3 separate regions of the Mus musculus genome follow, and regions 1 and 3 are each linked to region 2. Evidence: chromatin contacts called from public Hi-C and promoter capture Hi-C data. All regions are on one chromosome and are shown on one strand. The core of a region is the stretch at or near the end of the contact, and the rest is flanking DNA. Distances in the headings are between cores, read along the strand shown.

Region 1 (4,496 bases), core at 1,656-4,155, 730 kb before region 2:
GTGAAGGCACTTTGAGTCCCGCAGCACTATTAGATGCCATAACTTAATGCCCAGAGTGCAGCAGATACCTGTGATCACAGCCCCGGAGAAGCTGAAGCAGGAGAATCTCCAGTTTGAGGTCTACCTGGACCACATGGCAAGTTCAAATCCTTGGACTGAAAAGGGAGACTATCTCAAAAACAAACCAAGAAATGAGTCTGGTGATATGGATCAGACAGTAAAGCATTGGGCTAGCAGGCGCAAAGCCCTGAGCTCAATCTCTAGCATCATATAAACAGCATCTAAGGGTGCAGATCTTGTTCTCCCAGCATTTAGAAAGCTAAAATATCAGAAATAGGTCATCTTCAGCTACACAGGGAAGGGGAGGCTAGCCTGAGCTACTGACATCTGTCTAAAATAAATACATCACCCTCACCTACACAAGGAGGATGAGGCTAGCCTGGGCTACCGACATCTATCTAAAATAAAGTCATATGTTTATGACTCCAAGGCTCACCAGAGTTTTGAAAGTCACCTATGCACTTTATGAAGACAGTCTAGACAAACCTAGGCAAGTGCAGATGTAATTTAAATGTTGAAATCTCTGTGTGCCCCTCCCCTATCCTTGGTCTCTATTAAATATGTAAACTGTGTTTCTTTTAAAGCAGCTAGACTGAACTACCCAACACCAACTACTTGTAACTCCCTTGGTCTTTAAGAAATCAAAACTCTCTAAACTTAGTTAGCATCTTTATCAGACTTAGCAACCTTACAAAAAGTTACATTTTTCTTTTTCTTTTTCTTTTTTTGTTTACTCTGGTAATCTTTATTAAAAGTTTAATTTAGAACATTAAAGCAACACAATATGGTTTGTTTGTCCAAATATTACAGATTTTTTCAAAAACTTCCTTTAGTGTGTATAAGTTAAGAAAGCGTATTATACCCAACATGATTTTCTACGGGGACATTTTATAGCAGGGTTTGATGCTAACACCAGCTCTACACATGCAATGACAACTGGCTGAGGCAGCTGATAAATGCTTCTGAAACACACAGGAGTCATTGTCTTACTCAGGGGACCTGGGGTCTTCTGTGAAACCATGCTTCTGAAAGGCTGAGCAAGGTATAACTACAGATTTCTTCTGCATCCATTATACTCTTTCAAATACCTTTTCCTTCAACAATGTTTGTGAACACATCAACAGTTACTGATCAGGTGTCTTCCTCTAAGCATCATCCTGTGGCAGCCAGCAGCTTCTCTGGTCCCCTCTGTTTTCACAGTGTCACTTTTTAGCTTGTGCTTTCCAGGTCTTCTGTACCCTGCCTCTGGGAGTGGGCAGTATCTGGGTACCCAGCATTGCCCTGTTATCTTAGTGATGCATCTGTGTCGGAGACTCTTGACTCCAAAGAGCAAGGCTTCCCCCAGGTGCTTGTGAAAAGCAGCTTTTTGGATCCCAGTGACAAAGGACAGGTCTGTCAGTCTAGGTAGAGCCTGGAAATCAGCATTATGGCTAGTGACCTTGCAGTTGATGCCAGAACACCATAGCTTTGAAGGTTTAAGAGTTTGTTACCGCCGGACAGTGCACGCCTTTAATCCCAGCACTTGGGAGGCAGAAGCTGGCGGATTTCTTGAGTTCGAGGTCAGCCTGGTCTACAGAGTGAGTTCCAGGACAGCCAGGGCTACACAGAGAAACCCTGTCTCAAAAAACAAAACCCCCAAAAGAAAAACAAACAAACAAACAGAGTTTGTTATCTGTCTATCTATTATCTATCATCTATCAAGGAGGGAGTCTTACTATAGAGCCCTGGCTATCCTGGATGTAGACCAGGCTGACTGAACTCAGAGACTGGCCAGAGATTTACTTTAGTTTTAAGTCTGTGTGTGTGGGGGAGGGGTATATATGCTCATGAGTGCAGATGCATAAGCAGGCCAGAAGAGGGTCTAGGATCCCTGGTGCTGGAGTTACAGGCCTTTCGTGACTTGCCCCTCTCTACCCGGACCCTACACGGATGCTAGGATGTCAGTCCTCCACAAGAGCAATAACCACTCTTAATAACTGAGCCTTCTCTTCAGACCAGCTTTGCTGTTCTTGAAGTGACAGACTAGATGACAGAGACAAATTCTCTCTGAGCTCCTCCTTTCCAGCTCCCCCCATTCCTGACGCTTTGGGGAGGAGGTCACCCCTCTGGGATCCCCATCAAAGAGGCAACATGGAGATCTCTCTGAAATCCCTCTGAGGTGGAGAGTCCCAGGCATCCGCCGGATCAGGCAGCTATTGTGCTGAATCATCGTGTAACAGGACGACCCCCTTCCCCTTTCCCAGTTCTTTGGGGACCTTGAGAACTGGTAGGGTGCCATCTCCCTCATAGCAGCTACCCCACTTTTGAATGACGCCAGTCATGATAGCCCTGGAGACAGTCTCAACTGGGCTCCAGTGCTAGGGTCCACCTTCTTCAGATTCCTGCCACCTTATCAAGAACGCCCAGCGGTTCACTACCAGTGGTCTCCATGGCAACCGACAGGGTGTCAGAGACACAAACCCCTTTCAGAGAACGGGTTGAGAGCCGCGCCCCTCTCCAGTCCCTGAACACACAGCCACCTCCTGCGAGCGGACCCTCTTCCCTCCCGAAGGGTTGGGACACCCCCTTCCCAGGTTCCTTCCAGAGGGCTCCTGGGACTCAGCGTCACCCAGAGGTCATCAGAGAGAAGTTGATGGTTTTTCACTGTGGGGGAGGGAGGGGAACGATGATGAGGAGCTGGGGAGCGGAATGCACTTGACCCCCCTACCCCCCTCCGGGGATAGAGAAGGACCCGGCACGCGGCAAAGGCGGCGGGAGCCAGCCCGGGGGCGGGCGGTCCCCTAAGTCCCACCTTCAGGGCGGCGCCTGGCGGCGGGGAGTGTCAGGAAGAGGAAGAGCGCGGCCGGGAGCGCGGCGCAGAGCAGGGGCCCGGCCGAGGCAGCGCTGCGCGGGCCACCATGGCCACGGACGAGTTGGCCAGCAAGCTGAGCCGGAGGCTGCAGATGGAGGGCGAAGGCGGCGAGGCGACGGAGCAGCCGGGGCTCAACGGGGCGGCGGCGGCGGCGGCGGCCGAGGCTCCCGACGAGACTGCCCAGGCGTTGGGCAGCGCGGACGACGAGCTGAGCGCCAAGCTGCTGCGGCGCGCGGACCTCAACCAGGGCATCGGCGAGCCACAGTCGCCCAGCCGCCGCGTCTTCAACCCCTACACCGAGTTCAAGGAGTTCTCCAGGAAGCAGATCAAAGACATGGAGAAGATGTTCAAGCAGTAAGTGCCCCTGCACCCGGTTCCCCACCACCCTAGACCCGGCCTCGGGCCCTAACCTCCCGTATCCCCAATTAGATTCCCCCAGAACCCCGTCTCACCAGGGTGGGGAACTCTGCTGCTTTTCTAAAGAGCCACGAGGCTTCCAGACCCACCACCCCAGCACGCAAGTGGATCTGGGGAGCTCCCGTTCCTGACATGTGACCCCTCCTCCTGGTGATACTGCCCTCGGAATAGCCCACGCGGATTGGGGGCTCCCTGAGGTTCCTTCCAGATAATCGCAGGTCCCCAGCGAGTCACTACCACCACACAGGGTACCGACCTCCTTCCCACTGTTAATGTTACTGCACCCACCACCCTACACCCAAACATATCGAGAAAGGGAGAAAGGGCCGGTGGCTTCCCTTCCGCTCCGTCCTAACTACTGGACTCCCTACCCCCACCGCAATAAGGCAACCCTACTGCCTCTTAAGGGGACATTCCCCCCGGCACCCATGCCAGACTTGTGCCTTTTACTGGGTCCTTTAATTTCTTCTGCTTAGTTATGGACTCTCTCCTACTAGGTTGGGTCCACAACCCCCTCCCCCCAACACACACACACACACACACACACACACACACACACCCTCAGCTATACTATGTTTACTTACTGTGGGTGAAAACTCTTCAGGCCTTTCCATTCCCGCCCACCCTGTTGACCAGGTTCCATTTCCTTAACACTGTGCGGTCTTGCTAGGGAAGGGCTCCTCTGTCCCTGTCCCCCAGTCTACAAACATGTAACTCCCCTATCATCAGGACAGAGTCCCCTGGGACTTAGCCCCTCTTCATACACTGTGAGTCCACCTTCCTCCCCTCCCTCCCTTCTCCCCCATTACCCCGCCCCCCCACCTCGAACCCCTTCACTCCGTGGTTGTGCAGTGGTGACTCCCCTGCCCTTTATCAGAAGGCAGCCCTCTTCCCCAGTGACAGTTCCTCCCTTCCCAGACAATCCCTGGAGCCCATTCTCTCTCTATGTGCCCTGCCTAGGGTCTCCAACCCCTGCCTTCTACTTTCTATGATTCTAAGCTGTACCCTTACCAGATTAGGATGTCCCCAAGACCTGTGGGCTCAGCCATTCCACACCCCCACAAAATCCAGCAATATGGAGATGGGGGAAGAGTACCCATAGGGGTAGAGAAGATGCAAGTGCCCCTCCAAAGGACCGGCCTCCCGTCTTCCTAGTAAGCCACCTATG
Region 2 (4,769 bases), core at 674-3,173:
GGTGAGACAGATGGGGGGGGTAGGGGGGGAGAGACATGACATGATGTCAAACCACCACTGATTCCACAATCCTCTATTAGCAAAATAATAGGCAGAGTGGCCCTCTGAGTCCCTACTCCTGGCTCAACATACATCTTTAGTTAAGATACTAAGGAGATCTACACACTTCTATAAAAAAGAAAACGGATTTAAGAAAGGGAAAAATGGTCAAAGAGCTAGCTAATATTAAATGAACTAATTGCCATCTTAACTTAATACTTGTCACTAAGGGGAAGTGCATACATAAAGCTCTCACGGTTCAATGTAGAATGAATGCTATAGTAAATTGGGCTTATTTCTTAAGCAAACAGCTACGGGATATAAACTGATTATCATGCAACAGAAAGGACACCCGACCAGACTAGACAATTGAATACTCTCTGTCAGAAATATGACACAAGGGGCATCCCTGTCCAGCTTAAGAGCTACAGACTGAATTCTAAGTGATGGTATCTCTTCGCCAATTTATCCTTGTCCCTTTAAATCCATGATGTCATCATTCTTAAACACAAGCAAAACCCGATGTGTTACAAAAGACGTTTGGTGTGTCCAAGCAAAAGAGATGGCCCCGACAATTCACAACAGCACAAATCCATGTGAAGCCATTCTTGCTCCATGAAAAGGCCACCCGGCATCAAACATCTTCTCTACCCTAAAGAAATGAAACTAAAGACTCTCAATTACTACCACTTAAACAACAACAAAAAAGTTCCGAGAAAAATAAATAAATAACAAAAATAATCGAGTGTTGCCTCCGGCAAGTGAAACCCAGTAATGTGTCTGTCTGGTTCTGTATCTTAGATCCATCGGAACGCTGCCACTGTAAAGTCCAAACGCTTTGGCAACTGAGAAACGAAACATGGCTTTTCCTACTAAAACTCCGAGGATCCAACAGACAAAGCAACCGGCTTATTCCAAAGGTTTCCAACCAACTCCAGCATCTCAAGTTTTCTCAGCTGAAGCTACCAGGCTCTCTCACCTAATTGTGGTTTTCTTGATTTACAAACTCGTTGCCACCCTCCACGGACAATTCTCACCGGGGCAAGCCTTCTTCAGTCACAACGTGGACTGCTGTCTCCAGCCAGGAGAGCTGCAGTTCCCACTAAGAGAACACTCAGACGGCTAGGGGTCAGGGAAGGAACTGCTTGTGTTTTATTTCGTCAGCCGATTCCCCAAAAAAATCATCTCTTGGGCAGCTGCAGCTTCTGAGACGCCCGCCGGCCCCCTCGCCGCAGCCCCAATTCAGGAGGGCAGCAAGCGGGCTCCCGCTCTTCACCGAGGACTTCAGGGTTTCAGGGGGCGGGGTGAGGCTCCATGACACCCCGAAAGCCATTCTCCACCCCCTGACCGCGCATCCTTTCCCGGCCTGGAGGAGGACCCGGACCACCCTGCTGAGGAGAGGGCACAGGTCTGCGCCCATCCCGAGAGCTGGCTGCAAAGGGGCGCACGTCCCCACCTTAGCCTGGGAAGCCGAGGATGACGACAGCAAGACCCCAGGCCCGCCAAGACCCACGCCCGCGCAGGACACGGGGCCCGCGCCGGACTCGGGGTGCCCCGGGGTCCCCGGGCATGAAGCGCAAGAGGCGTCGGCGCCTGGCCGCGGCCCCGCACCGGGAGAGGCCTCACCTGGCCCAGACCGCTCCGCGCTCTCGGTTTCGCGTCTCCGGCGACGGTGGCGAAGGAGCCAGGGCCGGGGCCAGAGCACAGCCGCTCTGCCTCAGGCCGGTGCTTGCTGTGCTCGGGGGATCTTCACCGCTGGCGGAACCCGGGGTCGCCCGGAGCCGCCATCTTCCTCCACTCAAACGCCGCCGCGGCTACCACCGCCGCCGCCGCCGTCCCTGATGCCACCGCCGCTGCTGCTCAGACCGGGAGACGACAGCGCGCAGTGCGCATGCGCTGAGGCGGGGCGCGGAGGAAGCGCGCGCGCGCGCACACACGTCAGCGTGACCGGCCTTCCGCGCGGCGGCCGCTGGGCGGCGCCATATTGAGAAGGGCCGAGGGCGCGGAGCTTTCTAGGACTCTTATCAGGATCGGCGCGGCTGAGCGCTGGTATCTGAGCTGTTTTTCCGATTGTTTGATAGTGCAGACTTAGATTAAGGCACTTGTGCCCCCAGGTACCCACGGGTTGAGCGTAGAGAAAGGGCAATGGGGAACGGAAGTGCCTTTTAGATATCCCCAGGGAGAGGAAGCTCCCGGCGTTGGAGCCTCTGGAAACTGTAGCAGCAGCTATGTTGCTACCAACTTTAAAAAAAAAAAAAAAAAAGAGGAAACCCAGTCTCAAAACTCCCGGTGTAGAGCGGAGCCTGGGAGGAAACAAGCCTGTGTGTTTCTCTGTGCTTCCCAGTGTGGCCATCACCGAGGAGTGGGGTCCCGCTCCCACAAAAGAGTCTCACTTCAAGAAAGCTGTGTGTAGGTGAGAACCTTCTAGAACCCATCCCTGCAGATGTGGTTTAAGGAAATGCCAGACATAGAGAGCTCAAGCTCTTGTGCAATTGGAGCATTCTGAGACATCAAGCGAATAGCCCTGGGATAAAGTAGACCTAGGCTTGTATAGCCCGTGAGACGTGGTACTAGGTCAAAAGTACCACGAGGCTTGGTGACACTCCTTTAAGTCCAGTTATGCAGGAGGTTTAAGGGCGAGAATTGCTTGATCCAGGAGTTTGAATCTACTTTGAGGAACCTCAATCTAAAAAAAACATTTATGTTCCTCATATAAACATTAGAAAAAACTCTGGCACGCAGTAAGTGAGAAACTAAGAAATTCCATTGCCCTGGCATGGTGGTTGACTATTAATCCCAGCACTTGGGAAGCAGAGGTAAGTAGATTTCTGAGTTCAAGGCCAGCATGGTCTACATAATGAGACCCTGTCTCAAAGAAAAAGAGAAAGAAGTCTTGGCTTGCAAAATGGCTCAGCAGGTAAGGGTGCTTCCCCCAAGCTTGAAGACCCGAGTTCAATGCCTAGAACCTACATGATGGAGGGAGAAAACCAATGCCAACTCCCACAGTTTCCACCCTGATCTTCATTCTCAAACAATGACACTTGTGAACATACATACAGTAAATATTGCGTGTGCCTGAGCATATCTTGTGCACCACGTGTGTGGGTGCCCTTAGAGGCTAGTAGAGGGTGTCAGATCCCCTGGAACTGGAATTATAGGCAGTTGTGACCCTACCACCGCCATGTGGGTGCTAGGGATTGAACCTGGGTGGTCCTGCAAGAGCAGTACATGTCTTGACCGTCTCTCCAGCCCTGTAATCTAAGTTATAACATGTTCTAAGAACTCACGCTAGGTTGAGATAGCCCAGCAATAAGAATCTGTTTACCGTCAGGCATGGTGGTGCATGCCTTTAATCCCAGCACTTGGGAGGCAGAGGCAGGTGGATTTCTGAGTACGAGGCCAGCCTGGTCTACAGAGTGAGTTCCAGGACAGCCAGGGCTACACAGAGAAACCCTGTCTAGAAAAACAAAAAAAAAGAGAATCTGCTTACCCCTCTCTAGAAGACCTACATTCATGTGCCAGCACCTACAAGCTACTCACAACTGTCTAATACCAGCTCCAGGGGGTCTGACACCCTATTTGACCTCTTTGGGCACCCACCCACACAGCACACACACACTCAAGCATAGATAAAAACAAAATCTAAATATATATATGTATATATATTAAAACAAGGCTGCTACTGGCCTATGGTGGCACACACCTTTAATGACAGCACTCAGAAGGCAGAGACAGGTGAATCTCTGGGTTTGAGGCCAGCCAGGTGTACAGAGTAAGTTCCAGGACAACCAGAGCTCTTCCACAAAGAAGCGCTGACTTGGGGTACAGGTGGGGAGAATTGCTAGGTCATGTTAGAGTTCAAATACAGAACCATTTTACCCTTAGCTCAAAGATAGGCGGGAGTTTTGTTGCTTTGACGAAAAGCTTTATCATTAATATCCATCATATATAGACTAGTACCCAGCGGAGACTCACTGAATATATGTTGAATAAAAGAATGAACTGGAGCCGGGCGTGGTGGTGCACGCCTTTAATCCCAGCACTAGGGAGGCAGAGGCAGGCGGATTTCTGAGTTCGAGGCCAGCCTGGTCTACAGAGTGAGTTCCAAGACAGCCAGGGCTATACAGAGAAACCCTGTCTCGAAAAACCAAAATAAATAAATAAATAATAATTAAAAAAAAAAAAGAATGAACTGGGAATTTGAGAACTAAGAGGGGATTCAGCGGATGCATGTTTAGTGAACACCTACTATGCACCAGAGTGCAGATGCATGTTTAGTGAACACCTACTATGCACCAGAGTGCGGATGCATGTTTAGTGAACGCCTACTATGCACCAGAGTGCGGATGCATGTTTAGTGAACGCCTACTATGCACCAGAGTGCGGATGCATGTTTAGTGAACGCCTACTATGCACCAGAGTGCGGATGCATGTTTAGTGAACGCCTACTATGCACCAGAGTGCGGATGCATGTTTAGTGAACGCCTACTATGCACCAGAGTGCGGATGCATGTTTAGTGAACGCCTACTATGCACCAGAGTGCGGATGCATGTTTAGTGAACGCCTGCTATGCACCAGAGTGCGGATGCATGTTTAGTGAACAGCTACTATGCACCAGAGGGCGTGCCATATCTGTCTGTTTGTGGTTTTCTGTTTGAGATAGAGTCTCACAGTGAAGTCCTAATTTGCCTGGAGCTCTCTTTGTAGACTAGGCTGGCCTCCAACTCAC
Region 3 (4,886 bases), core at 502-3,001, 540 kb before region 2:
TTCTGAGTTCTAGGACAGCCAGGGCTACACAGAGAAACCCTGAAAAAAAAAGAAGTTAGTCACTACCTTGAGGGGGTGCCACTGGCCTTTGAGCCCAGCATTTGCTCTTGAGTTCAAGGCCAGCCTGGTCTACAAAGTGAGTTCCAGTATAGCCAAAGAAACTCTTTCTCATAAAACAAACAGAAAGAACAACATAGGCTACAGGAGATCCCATCTCAACCACAAAAAGGAAAAGCTGACAACTTCCAGCAGGCCCATCCTCTCTCTCATGCAGCTCAGCGGGGTCTGATGAATTAATTAGTGATGTTAGCATCATAACTGCACTCTGTGTGACCTCACCAGTGGAAAACCAGCACTCACACTGATGTTAGTGTTCAGCACAAAGCATCTGAATTGAATTTAATAACCCAGGAACCAATATTTCCAGGGTTGATAGCAATCTATGCCTTTTAATTAAAGATATTTTTGGTGGTTAGAGGCTGGTTTTTAATAGTGCCAGAGGAGTTGGACCACTGTGGCTTCCGCATCAAGTTTGAAGGGCAATCAAATTCGGGTGGGTGTAAGTTATTGTTGCCTATCAAAGAATGATTACACTCTTCCTCTGCCCTCCTGTGGATTCAGTGACGTGCCTACGCCTGGTCAGTTCTGTTGTGCTGTACGAGGGTACAGCATTGAGAAGCTGGGCGTAATCCTGCATGTTGATCCCAGCACTCACACTAAAGCAGGAAACTCCCACACGTTTCAGGCTGAACAGAGCTCGTTAGAGAGCTAGAGATGTAGTTGGATTAGCAGAAGGCCTCCTGGCATATGTAAGATGAGGTTGGTTTGGTCCAGAGCACTACAGAAATTTGAGAACAGTAATGCATACCCATAGCTCTGACACTGGGAGCCATCGTCCTTATACATGAAGTCAAGAGTACAGGAAATGTGGAGGCCTCAAGTATGAATGCACAGTGGTTGAACAGATAAATAAAATTCTGTCTGCTTCATTTTTTGTTTTGTTCTTTGAATTGGGTGCTTAGTTTTACCATGGTTTTTGAAAAGCTTGGCTAGAAATAAAATCCACTGTTTACTTGTCTGTCTTCTAGAGCTCTCCAGGCATGTAAACCCCACCTCTCTTGGTTGCCCTGCTCTCTTGCCAGCGTGCTTGCTTTTGGACACCTGTGCTTACACTTGAAACATGAACAGCGAACTGGAGCCAACAGTGGTGGCCCATGCTGTAACCCCAGTGCTTAGGAGGCTGACGCACAAGGATTGCTGATAATTAAAGGCTTATCTGGCTTTACTATAGTGAGTTGGCCAGCCTAGGCTACAGAGTGAGAACCTATTGGGTTTTGTTTGTTTGTTTGTTGTTGTTTTAAAGAGGGGAAAAAGCCTTGTCATGAGAATCATCCTGTGAAGATGCAAAAAATCACCAGAAATAAAGTGACTGCTTGGTGTGGTGATGCGCTCCCATAGCCCAGCACTGCAGAAGCCAGGCAGGCGCCTCTCAGCTTACGGCCAGCTCTGCTGTGCAGTGAGAGCCTTTCTGGAGTGAATAAATACATCAATAAGTATCTTTTAAGTGTGAGCACTGACCCATCCATTGTGAAGTGCACGCTAATAGTGCTTTCTTTACATATGGAATTTTAATGTTTATTAAGCACACACCCATTTCAGCTTCAGTGACAGATGCTACCTTGCCACCATGAGAAAGATTCTTGTATTTTTTTTTTTTTTAGCATATTTGCAAGAGAGACCTAAATTAAAAGGCCTGCTTTTATTCTATTGAGGATTCAACTCTGATAAGTTAGTGGTCTGCTAGCTAATCTTTTTCTCTTTTCTCTTTATTACAGAGAAAAGCAGTAAAGAATCTACCTCACTGGGAATGTCATCATTGCCGACTTCAGATGGGTTTGACCATCCAGCTCCTTCAGGGCAGAGTCCTGAGGTTGGTAGCCCGACGAGTCTCGCTCGCTCTGTTTCTGCTTCCGTCTGCGCCATCAAGCCCGGTGACCCCAATAGCATTGAATCTCTAGCTATGGAGGCTACGAAGGCTTCAGCTGAATTCCAGACAAACTCTAAGAAAACAGACCCTCCTCCTCTGCAGGTTCTTCCTGACCTTGCTTCCTCAGCAGAGCAGAGTCTAGCCATGCCTTTCCATAAGTCATCAAAAGAAGCCGTTGTTGCAGGTAATCTGGAGAAATCTGTTGAGAAAGGAACCCAGGGCCTCAGAGTGTATCTCCACACAAGACAGGACGCTAGTTTAACTCTCACAACTACTGGGATGCGGGAGCCACAGATATTTGCGGAGGAAAAGAGTTGGCATCCAGAAAATCAGACCCCAAGTCCCGTGAACGGCCTTCAGCAGCACAGAGAAACAGGGAGTGTACAGCGAGAGGCTGGACAGCAGAGTGTTCCACAGGACCAGGGCTGTCTTTGTGACGCAGAAGACCTTGAGCTTCATGAAGAAGTTGTCAGTTTGGAAGCTCTGAGGAAAGGTGAGCTACAAAGACACGCTCATCTTCCCAGTGCAGAGAAGGGTCTTCCAGCTTCAGGACTCTGTAGCTGTCCATGCTCAGAAGCCCTGATGGAAGTAGATACAGCTGAACAGTCTCTGGTTGCTATGTGCAGCTCAACAGGCAGGCAGGATGCCGTCATCAAGAGCCCTAGTGTAGCACATCTCGCTTCAGATAATCCCACTATGGAAGTGGAGACATTACAGTCTAACCCGTCCTGTGAGCCTGTGGAACATTCCATCTTGACTCGGGAATTGCAGCTCCCAGAAGATAATGTTGACATGTCTACAATGGATAACAAAGATGACAATTCCTCTTCCCTTCTAAGTGGCCACGGTCAGCCCTCTGTGGAATCAGCAGAAGAATTTTGTTCATCTGTCACAGTGGCCTTGAAAGAACTCCATGAGCTTTTGGTCATTAGCTGTAAGCCAGCTTCAGAAGAGTCACCTGAGCATGTTACCTGTCAGTCAGAGATAGGAGCTGAGAGCCAACCAAGTGTTTCAGACCTTTCAGGAAGAAGGGTCCAAAGTGTGCATTTGACCCCTAGTGACCAGTACTCACAAGGCTCCTGTCACCAGGCCACCTCTGAATCAGGAAAGACAGAAATCGTAGGAACTGCCCCTTGTGCTGCGGTAGAAGATGAAGCATCCACTAGCTTTGAAGGTCTGGGTGATGGCTTGTCACCTGACCGAGAAGATGTCCGCAGATCAACAGAGTCAGCCAGGAAGAGCTGTTCTGTCGCCATAACCTCAGCTAAACTGTCTGAGCAGTTGCCCTGCACCTCAGGGGTAGAAATAGCACCTGAACTTGCAGCAAGTGAGGGTGCCCACAGTCAGCCTTCAGAGCATGTGCATAATCCAGGCCCAGACAGGCCGGAGACCAGCAGTGTCTGCCCTGGAGCTGGGTTGCCCCGTAGTGGATTGGACCAACCTCCCACACAGTCCTTGTCCACCCCCTCCGTTCTTCCACCGTTCATCTTTCCTGCTGCAGATGTTGACAGGATTCTTGGTGCCGGCTTCACTCTGCAGGAAGCGCTCGGGGCTCTGCATCGAGTTGGTGGGAATGCAGACCTTGCCCTTCTTGTTTTGTTAGCAAAGAACATTGTAGTCCCAACATAATTGTGGGAAGTGGGCTAGGCCACACGTCATTCCTTTTGAAAAAGCCCTTTTCACACAAATATACTACACACACACACACACAATGTGTAGAAAATCTGCAAGCAAAATGTTGAGCCAGATTTTTTTTTTGCCGGCCAAAGTAATTTATGATCTTTTGTCTGAATTTGTCTATTCTACTTGTTAACATTTGGGCCTTTTAAATGTATTGGCAGTGTGTGCATACAAAGCTTTTTATTCTCATGACGATGATGTATTCTGGAATAAAGCAGATGGTTTTGTGTATAGCATACCATTTTAGAATGAGTGAGTGCTTTGAAAGCAGGAGTCATGAGGAACCTGCCATCTACGGAGCTAGGACAGATCAGCTGCCCGCCGTGGCTCTGGCTGTGCTGTGTGCAGGGGATGGCTTTTAACAGGAAGCTGGAGAAGATAATAACTTCTAGAGTTGTATGTTTTGAGAAGGAGAAGATAATAACTTCTAGAGTTGTATGTTTTGATTTGTGTGCTCAGGGTTGACATTTAAGTAGGGCGAGCGGGAGGGCTTACACCTTGGGCTACCTTGTTTGTACATCATAGGTTGCTGCATGGACTGATTGCCAAATACCTTCATGACCATGGGAAGGGTGTGGGGAAATTCACATTAGCGTGAAACCTGGTGCTACTTGTATTTTAAAAGGGAAAGGAAAAAATCGCGATCATAATTCCATTTGTAAATGTCAAGGACTGAGCTAAAGATAATGGCTTAGACAGACACTGGCGTGTACTAGAGACAGGGTCGAGGCGTCTCACTGACACCCCAGCCCTCCCAGTGATCAGGGCTGACCGCCAGGAGCCTGCTGGCTGTGCAGACTCTGTTAGGAAGACTTCTGCTAGGAAGTTCTTCTCATGCTCAGTCGGAGCTGAGTGAGACAGCGAGCAAGTGCTGGGAGAGCCTTTTGTCCCTGGCCCCTCTCTCGGTACTTGTTTGTGAGCGCCCCTCATGGCGGTGGAAATACAATGGAAGTTCTGACAACAGTGGCCTTGGTGCAGTCTTCATCCCTTTCTTTCCTCAGGAGTTTCCTTTCTAAGCAGGATCCATGTTTGTGTTCATCAAGTTGAGCTAGAGTGGGGCAGAATGTGTAGCTGTGTTTGTTGTGGCCTTTTTAGTGTAAGCCCTCGCCTTGCAAGTCTCTGTCCGTGGGCCCCACTGTGCAATAATCACTCTGGATAGGTTTGAAAGAATCCTTTCCTGGAATATAAACTGTTGTCTTAGGTGTCTGGCAGGAATCTG

Evidence for each region. Promoter capture Hi-C pulls out the DNA fragments that hold promoters and counts their contacts. A called contact is a pair of places that touch in the nucleus more often than the background predicts.
Region 1: a Hi-C map of CD8 T cells shows a contact between it and region 2, with 8 times the contacts expected there. The contact joins the promoter of Efhd2 here to the promoter of Fbxo42 in region 2. A contact is called at or near these places in 1 of 484 Hi-C or Micro-C datasets (CD8 T cells) and 2 of 115 datasets of contacts at active chromatin or transcription factors (bone marrow-derived dendritic cells and pancreatic cancer cells).
Region 3: a contact with region 2 is called in a promoter capture Hi-C map of hippocampal neurons, with 2.5 times the contacts expected there. The contact joins the promoter of Rsc1a1 here to the promoter of Fbxo42 in region 2. A contact is called at or near these places in 2 of 39 promoter capture datasets (hippocampal neurons and liver).

What each region holds. Positions count from the first base shown.
Region 1 is chr4:141,873,329-141,877,824 of GRCm38.p6, reverse strand. It overlaps Efhd2 (EF hand domain containing 2), which reads left to right and starts at 2,905. Exons shown (of 4, transcript NM_025994.3): 1 at 2,905-3,265. The coding sequence starts at 2,958.
Region 2 is chr4:141,145,076-141,149,844 of GRCm38.p6, reverse strand. It overlaps Fbxo42 (F-box protein 42), which reads right to left and starts at 1,923. Exons shown (of 10, transcript NM_172518.3): 1 at 1,666-1,923.
Region 3 is chr4:141,682,581-141,687,466 of GRCm38.p6, reverse strand. It overlaps Rsc1a1 (regulatory solute carrier protein, family 1, member 1), which reads left to right and starts at 1,751. Exons shown (of 1, transcript NM_023544.5): 1 at 1,751-3,904. The coding sequence starts at 1,868. The coding sequence ends at 3,616. Ddi2 (DNA-damage inducible protein 2) reads left to right here. Exons shown (of 10, transcript NM_001017966.2): 10 at 1,836-3,904.